3 separate regions of the Mus musculus genome follow, and regions 2 and 3 are each linked to region 1. A link is a contact called in public promoter capture Hi-C data. All regions are on one chromosome and are shown on one strand. Each heading gives the region's core, a stretch centred on a gene start, on an enhancer-like site or on the middle of the called end of the contact. The rest is flanking DNA. Distances are from core to core; before and after follow the strand shown.

What was found. Promoter capture Hi-C pulls out the DNA fragments that hold promoters and counts their contacts.
Region 2: a contact with region 1 is called in a promoter capture Hi-C map of stem cell-derived epiblast-like cells, with 3 times the contacts expected there. The contact joins the promoter of Pear1 here to the promoter of Hapln2 in region 1. A contact is called at or near these places in 5 of 39 promoter capture datasets (the 3T3-L1 cell line, the HPC-7 cell line, embryonic stem cells and 1 more), 3 of 115 datasets of contacts at active chromatin or transcription factors (embryonic stem cells, neural tube and pancreatic cancer cells) and 1 of 9 other capture datasets (adipose tissue).
Region 3: a contact with region 1 is called in a promoter capture Hi-C map of stem cell-derived epiblast-like cells, with 5 times the contacts expected there. The contact joins the promoter of Etv3l here to the promoter of Hapln2 in region 1.

Annotation. Positions count from the first base shown.
Region 1 is chr3:88,026,107-88,029,018 of GRCm38.p6, forward strand. It overlaps Hapln2 (hyaluronan and proteoglycan link protein 2), which reads right to left and starts at 1,405. Exons shown (of 7, transcript NM_022031.2): 1 at 1,279-1,405; 2 at 779-834.
Region 2 is chr3:87,767,688-87,770,387 of GRCm38.p6, forward strand. Pear1 (platelet endothelial aggregation receptor 1) reads right to left here and starts at 1,266. Exons shown (of 25, transcript NM_152799.2): 1 at 1,191-1,266.
Region 3 is chr3:87,548,651-87,551,350 of GRCm38.p6, forward strand. Etv3l (ets variant 3-like) reads left to right here and starts at 1,407. Exons shown (of 6, transcript NM_001370856.1): 1 at 1,407-1,585.

The sequences.
Region 1 (2,912 bases), core at 155-2,654:
GGCCAGCCTGGTCTACAAAGTGAGTTCCAGGATAGCCAATGCTACACAGAGAAACCCTGTCTCAAAAAACAAAACAAAACAAAACAAAACAAAAAAAAACCTCCCAATAATAAAAATAAAAATGTCAAGTAGTATATGTCTTTAATCCCAGAATTCAAGAGGCAAAGGCAGGTGAATTTCTGTGAGTCTGCGGCCAGCCTGGTTTATATAGTGAGTTCTAGGACAGCCAGGGTTACACAGAGAAACCCTTTCTCAATTACAAGTAAAGCATGTGGGACAGGAGTCCATATGGGACAGCCTGGTAAATAAGAGTGATCTTTATGTTTAGGCGCTGACGAGATAGCTCCATGTGTAAAGATGGTCCCCACCAAGACTAATGACCTGAGTTCATTTCCTAGGTCTCATACGCTTAAAGGAGGGAGCCGACTCCCACACCTTGTCCTCGGACTCCATTCACACAAGCATGGCACAGGCACACCACACATAAACACAAAATAAATAAAAGTGCAATAAAAAATGGACTGAGCTACCACGGACATGTTTAAAGTCCAATCTGACTTAGGCACTTTGCGGTATACTGTTCTGACTCCTCTGGCTATCCAGGGAGGCATTGATAAACACCCAGGTACAGTCACCGAGCTATGGAAGGAGGTTCAACTGGGGTTTGAATCAGATTGGGCCAGCTTGAGCTCTTAGTCACTGATCTAAGGTTCTGTATTTTAAGAGAAGCACACATATAACATTTCCACACATAGAAAGCCAGCAGCCCATTGCCTACCTGCAAGATGATCTCTCCTCAGAGGCAAATCGAGCTGTGCTCAGCAGCTTCCTGTCCTGCAGAAGGAAGAAGTTGCAGTGGGGGTTCATTAGGGATTCTGGGGGTTCAAAGCACCCTAGAGCCTCAGGACTGCAGCTCCTCTGACACGGTTCTAGAGAGACTCGTTTCCTGTGTTCAGAGAAGCCAAGGCACTGAGGCCTATGTTCACGCAGCACACTAAGTCAGCCGTGATTGCATCTGTGCCAGTTGATGTCCTGGGGCCAGGGCAAGACACCGGTTGGGGGCAGAGTAAAGCAATCCTGGAGATTACCTAAAAGAGTGTGGAGAGCGGGCCTTGCTACTTCTGTCCTTAGACCAGGGGTGGGACAGACCAATTGTAAGTACAAGGGTGCTGGACCAGGAGGAGCGGGGACGAACCCTAATTGTGAATCCAGCTCTGTATTTTCATATGGACCCCATCCAAACAACAGAATTGCCCTCCCCCCCACCAAAGCCCTCACCTGTGCCCTCTGTGCCAGGCTATATATGGCCTTTCAGAAGAGGCTGTCAAGATGGGAGTCAGATTTTCAGGATGTCTGGCTGCTTCAGGACCCTGACCCTTTCTGTCTGTCTGTCCTTTTCTTTTCTGTCCACACCCTATTAGAAACACAATTTCCCATTGTCCCTGTCTTCTCCCCTATTGTTGGGTAACAGGGGCCCTTTATTCGTCCCTTGGGCAATGGCATGGAAATGTCAACAGCTGGGGATGTGGGATGCAGGACAGGCTGGCACAAACCACCGGAAAAAGGCCTGGGTGGGTGATTGGCTCAGAGCAGAAACTGACATCCAGGAAGAGGATAGGAGAAGGCTGGAATGGGGCACCCTCAGTACTCTAAACTCCAGGATTATAAAAAGATCATGCGTGATGCTGCACAGCTGGGGTTGCTGCTAGAGAGGTAGAAATCACAGGAAGATGCTTCTGTCCCTGGGAAGGGACTCCTAGCAAGGAGGGACTATGGAAATTCTCTAGCTATTTTTATTTCATTATTTTAGATGTATGAGTGTGGCTTTTAATTTATAGTGGTGCATGTCTGTGCGCCATGTCTGTAGTGCCTAAAACGGCCAGAAGAGGGCAACAGATACCATGGAACAGAAGTTACAGACCCTGAGAGCTGTAACTTGGGTGCTGAAAATGAAACCTGGGTCCTTTGAAAGAGCAAGTGCTCTTAACACCTGAGCCATCTCTCCAGCACCATGGGAATCTCTCTAAAATAGAGTCATCTGATTTCACAGTTCCTCCTTCCTCTGCACCCATGGATGGATTTTGTTTACATTTTCAAGGCTGGTGAGATGCTTGGTAGGTAAAACCACATCCTGGCAGCTGAATTCAATCACCAGACTCACAGTGGAAGGAGAAGATGGACCCCCAAAAGTCGTCCTCTGACCTCCACACTGAAACTCAACCTACAGTCCCTCACATACAACAATAACATTTTAAAATTCTGGAGAGGCCACAGATGTGGACCACCACTTGAAATGCTGAAACAGGAGGAGTGTCATGAGTTTGAGTCTGCCTTGGGCTTCGGAGTTGAAACCTTTCTCAAAAAAGAAAGAAAAGAAAAAGAAAAAAAAAAAGAAAAACAGGGCCAGAGAAGTTAAGAGCGCTGGCTGTTTTCCAGAGGATCTGACTTCAATTCCCAGCACACACACAGCAGCTCACGGCTGTAACTCTAGTCCCGAGGGATCTGATGCCCTCTTCTGGCCACAGGAGGCATCAGGAACACACATGATGCACAGGCACACACTCAGGAAAACATCCACACATATGAAATAATAAGAATATAAAGCTGGGCAGTGGTGGCGCATGCCTTTAATTCCAGCACTTGGAAGGCAGAGGCAGGTGGATTTCTGAGTCTGAGGCCAGCCTGGTCTACAAAGTGAGTTCCAGGACAGCCAGGGCTATACAGAGAAACCCTGTTTCGAAAAACCAAAACCAAAACAAAACAAAACAAAAGAATATAAAAATAAGGGGCTGGAGAGATGGCTCAGCAGTTAAGAGCACTGACTGCTCTTCTAGAGGTTCTGAGTTCAAATCCCAGCAACCACATGGTGGCTCACAACCATCTGTAATGAAATCTGATGCCCTCTTCTGGGG
Region 2 (2,700 bases), core at 16-2,515, 260 kb before region 1:
GAAGCCAACCCTCCCACTTCACCCTTCACTGAGAAGAAAAAGGCAAGCCAGGGAGGGGGCAGGTTTTGGAAGAGCAGCCAAGCAGGGTAGGCTGGCAGGTGGGAGGCCAGCCCACACCCATCTCACCCATGCACACACAGCCAGAGGTAGGGCACTGTACTGTGGGCTGGAGTTGGGTTTGGAGAACAGCCTCCAACCCCCTAGGCCTAGCATAGGCAGGGGTTGAGAACTGACCCCTTATCCGGCCCTGCCTAGAGCTAAGGCCTGGCTGAGCCTGGGAACTTCAACCAGCACACGCTGTTCCAGTCTCCGGGGACCAGGGGTCACCGTCCCCAGCTGGGGCAGCAGGCTCTACTAAAAGTCCAAAACAAGGAGTCACGAGTCCGTGGCTAGAGGCTGGAAACAGGGATGCGAAGTGAGGGAGGCCTTGCTGGATGGAGCTTGGGTTCCCGGGCCCCAGGGCTCACACTATCAGCCTGGCTATGGGCCCACATCATCCAGGAAAAAGAAAAACAAACAAAAAAACAACAATAAACAAGCCTCAGAGACTGTAGGTGCCTATGGCTGACCTCTCCCCTACAAGATGGGAAAGGACACGCAAATCCAATCTCTTCCCTGGGCAGGGGTAGGGGGCAACACTATGAACACTAAACAGGGTCTTTCTCCGCGAGACATAGGAGGAGACAGGCAGGCAACTGTGTTTTGTTGGTCCTCCCAGAAAGAAGAAATTGGGGGATAGAGGGAAGACAAGGTTTAGGGTTGCTTTTCAGGGCTTCGGTACCACCACCATGGTTCTACACTAGCAAACAGCACACTGGAATCCAGGAGACTTGCAGGCTGCCTTCCTCAGGGCGAGAAGAGAGCTCTCCCAGGCTGGTCCCCATCCTAGCTCCTTATCCTCAGAGCTACGCAGCTTTCTTTTTCTACTTAGTTAGGTCTCCCTCTCCCTCTCTGCTCGCTCTCTTCTTTCTCTCCTCTCTCTCTCTCTTTTCACTTAGGCGGCTTTCTCTACTTAGATCTCACTTTCTTCTCTTCCCCTAACTCTCTCCTTTCTCCTTTCTCTTCTCTTTCCACTTAGACGGAACACACACACACACACACACAGGAGTCCCCACTCCATCTCCTCCTTTCCTCTCTTCAGGTTTCAGCCCAGCGGTCTCGGGCTCCAGAGCCCAGGGCAGGTCACTCACCTGCCTCGGGGCTCGGAGCTCGGAGCTCAGAGCGGCGTGTTGTACCGACGGGTCCTGCTGGCCGACAGAGCTGGCTGCGCGGGCAGGAAGGGGGTGGGCCTCCGCCCGCGCCCAGGCAGGAAGTCCGCGCGGGGAGGCTGGAGCCCGGCCGGGTGGGGTCAGCCCTCCGCACGCCTGTCTGCGAAGTGGACGGGGAGAGCCGCCCAACCTGACAGCCCCGGCTCCCGGCGTCGCGGTCCACCCGACGCCCCTCTTTCCTGCCCGGCGGCGCCCCCTGGCGGCCTTCAGGGGAGGGGCACCCTGCCTGCGCGGTCAGATCTTTGGGACCTTTGCAAGAGTTGAAGCAGGATTCTGCTACATAAAGAAAGCAGATCTTGCTCATCAGCTTGCTCCGAAGAACTCAGCGACCTACCACAGTCAGGTCTCAGAACAAAGACAACTTGGGCCTGGGGGAGTGTGGCTTATGCTGCAGGCCCTAGGTTGAATTCTAAACAGCAGGGACACCTTTATTTAAGAGTGATTGACATATAATAAAAATAAGCCCACTTGGCTTGATGAATAATGTTCCAAAACTTTATCGTGGCAAAACATACACAATATAAAACACATCCTTTCAACAAATGTTAAGTATACAGTTCGGTGGCATAAAGTATTTCACATATACGAAACCTTTGCTACTGTCAATTTCCAGAGCTTTCTCCTCATCCCAAACTGAAACTCAGTCTGCATCCCCTGGCCCTGGTAGCCATCGTGAAGTTAGGCTATATGTACCTCAGCTCCGGCCTCCGACCTTCCACATCTAGCTTATTCTACTTAGCATGCTGTTTCATTGGCTTAGACAAATGTGTTCATCCCAATAAAAGTGTGGTTTAAAATGTCCCTCTCTGGGGATGGAGAGATGGCTCAGGGAGGGGTCGAGGGGGTGTAACGCGCTTGCCACCAAGCCTGATGACCTGAGGTTGAACCCAGGGACCCACATGGTAGAAGGTGAGAATCAAATCCCAAAACTTGTCATCTATGCCCACAACAGTGCCATAGCATGGTACATATTCCCTCCCCTGCAACAGAAGTCAATCTAATGTTTTAAAGTCCATCTCCCCCAGTGTACCTACTCTAGGCTACAGTAAGGACGCAGATTCCGTCCTCACCCCTAGCCCAAACCCCACGAAAGTTTTGATTTGCTTTCTGTAGTTTATATTTCTAGAATATCCGTGTAAATGTCATCATAGAGTATGTACTCACGTATGTCCATCTTCTTCCCCTCACCATAAAGTTTCTGGGCCGTTGGGTGTTCTCTACTACAGCAGGTGACAGCACTGGGCTATTCAAGAACAGGATTGCTGTGTCCTGACAATTCCTGATTCTTGGATATTGTGGTTCCAAGCTGTTTGTGTATAATACTTACTAATATTGTGTATAATACTGATATATAATAATTACTAATATTATTATTATTATAATCCAGGTGAGAGACAGGCAATGCTGTTTAACAGTTGTTCTGATGATAAAC
Region 3 (2,700 bases), core at 157-2,656, 480 kb before region 1:
CCAACTCTCACCCTGGCCTCAGCTTGTGTTCTGTAAGGGACTCTGCACTGTAGTAACAGAGCCTGAAGAGCAGCCTCCTGTCTATGGTGGACAGGAGGCCCAGGCTTCAAACTCTTAAGTGAATGAGCGTAGGTGGGTGATGGCGAGCAAGGGGCAGGCCAGCCTGCTGCACTGCAGACCCAGCACCTACGACAGACAGCAGGATGCTAACTACATCTCCTCTTCCCTTCACCGTGTGTCTCCTCTTGCCCATCACTGTGCGAGGTTACCCTTCCTGCATGGCTCTGGCCTACGGAGCCCTGCCTTCACCAGGACCCTCCCTCCCTCCCTGAGGCCCAGCTCTTGTCTTCCATCAATCAGCCCCTCTCCCACCTGTCCATCACGCTAGCTTCGGTTGATTTAACCAGAAAACAAGCCCAGAATGTAATTCCGTGCCCTCCATCCCATCTCCATCAGCTCAGAAGGCAGTATGCTGAGGGGTGGGGGCATGGCCTCCCAGAGTCAGTGAAGACAGGAAAATCATACTGATACCAACAACATCCATCAGCCTTCTCCCTGCTTGGGGCTGGAAAGCTGAACACAGCCCTGACAGGCTCCAGGGTGGCTTGGTCCCAGGTATCAACCTGAGATCCTGTTCCTTAGGCATCTCAGCTAAGTTCTCATCTCCTCCCCAAGATGTCCTGGGAATTCTAGCCCTTATCTTGTTCCTCACTGAGCTGTCTGATACTCCTGTAGTCACTGTCTCCTAACTGGCTTAGTCTTTAGTTGGAAGTTCTTCCTGTTGTCTAACTTCAAGTCAAATTAGTAAGGTCTTAAAAAAATTTTTTTAATCTCTAGAACCATAAGAGAGTAAACATATTATGTGCCTTTAAATCTTTAGAAAAATGACCTTGAGTAACTATCATGTGGAAGATGGGACTCACTGGTGGAAGAATTTGCCTAGCCATGTCTCCAGTACTAAGGAGTAAGTAAAAAATAATATACTTTAAAATATATTTCATCTATATCATTTTATTCTAGCCAAAGAAGGAAAGTTACAGGTTGTGACAATCTGGCACTAGTGAGTGAGTGAGTGAGTGAGTGAGTGAGTGAGTGAGTGAGTGAGTGAGTGAGTCAGTGAGTCAGTGAGTGAGTGAGTGAGAGCGCATCTCAAGCAAAGGCTGGAGTCACGTTTAAGTCTGGGAGGTATGAGGTCAGTTTTTAGATCTGAACTCCGATCTCCACAGAATGCTACACAAGAAAGAATGGATGGCTAGACAACTCGCAGGACGTCCCAGCAGGTCAGTAACCTTGAGAAGAATTGAAAAGGAGGAAGTGTCCCTAGCAGGTACTTTAGGAGCCAGCCACCCCACAGGAAGAGCCCCTACTCTGCTGCAAGGTGGACACATGTGTGGGGTGTCTGTATAAGGCATCGAGCCGTGCCACTGGCTCTCAAAGGGTTAATGGTGCTGTCTGCAAACGACCTTGGCTCCCCTGGGAGCTTGGAGATCCCCGCTCTCATTTTAAGTAACCCTAACGCGATGAGCAAGGGCAAGGAGCGAGTCAGAAGGAACCAGACTGCGCGCAGAATTGATGATCCAAAGCGGTAAGCCATCCTGGCAGGTCTGAGACGGGGGCTCCTCTGTGCACCCGGATATGGAGCCAGTTATGGGACAGTTGGGAAGTGGGGCGGAAGGAGCTGAAGCCCACAGGTGTGGCGAGGCTTTTCTTTCTCCAGAGGAATGGCACAGAGCTGGAGTTGTGTGCTCAGGGCAGAGAGCTTTCCGGCATCTGTGGGAGGATGTCACAGGGACACTGGTTCAGTGTAGCAGGGAGTTCTTCTATGAAGGTGGGGCCAGTATCTACTATCTGGAACAGACAAGACTCTGGGGTGAATGATGAGCAAATAACCAAGCTCTCAGCCAACTTCTCATCCTGCTAGCCTTGTGGGTCCTTAGGAGCCATGCCCCTGCCCAGGCTCATTGCTCCAGGGCACGGGTTGGGGTGGGGGTGGGGGTTTCGGGGGACGACGATAGTCGGGTCGGTCGGGGGTAAAAGGCCAGTTGTTGAGGCTGACTGGGGAGCAGATGGAGGCAGCCGAGTTGGGGAGCATCACGGAGTGGGTGGAGACAGGACAGAGAATTCCTCCTGAGCCTGGCAGGATGAACTAAAGGGATGCATGCCTCTGGTGGGGCAAGAGGGTTCTGCTCCATCCACCTGCCCCTCTTCCTTTCTCACACCGTTTCCCAAAGTACTAGGGCCAAGAATCCTGACGTATGAGAGCCCTTATGGTAGTGAGCACAGATGCAGGCTAGAGAGGCAGGTGCGATGCCAAGAGAAAGTTTCAAACTCTCTCCAAGCCCTGGGTCAGGGTCGGGGTGGAGGGGGTTTGATCTCTCTGGCTTTGTCAAAGGACAGTGGAGCCTCCTGGGCATAGAGACTCAAGCACAGAATCAGCTGAGAGAGCTTCAGACTTGATAGAAAGTGAAGGGCTCAGGTCTAGCCTGGAGGTCTGGGCTAGATGTAGACACGGGATTGGTTTTTATGGACGGAGGCCTTGGATGCTGGGATGCAGGGTTGCGGGCTACCTCTGCTTGCTGCCGGGTTTTCCGGCTGATCTAACGCCCTGCCCTGGGCAGTGATGAGCTCACCCAGCTCAACTGTTTGCTGGAACTTTCATCTCCTGCCTGCCTTGCCCTGCTGCCCCCTTAGTGCCTGCTG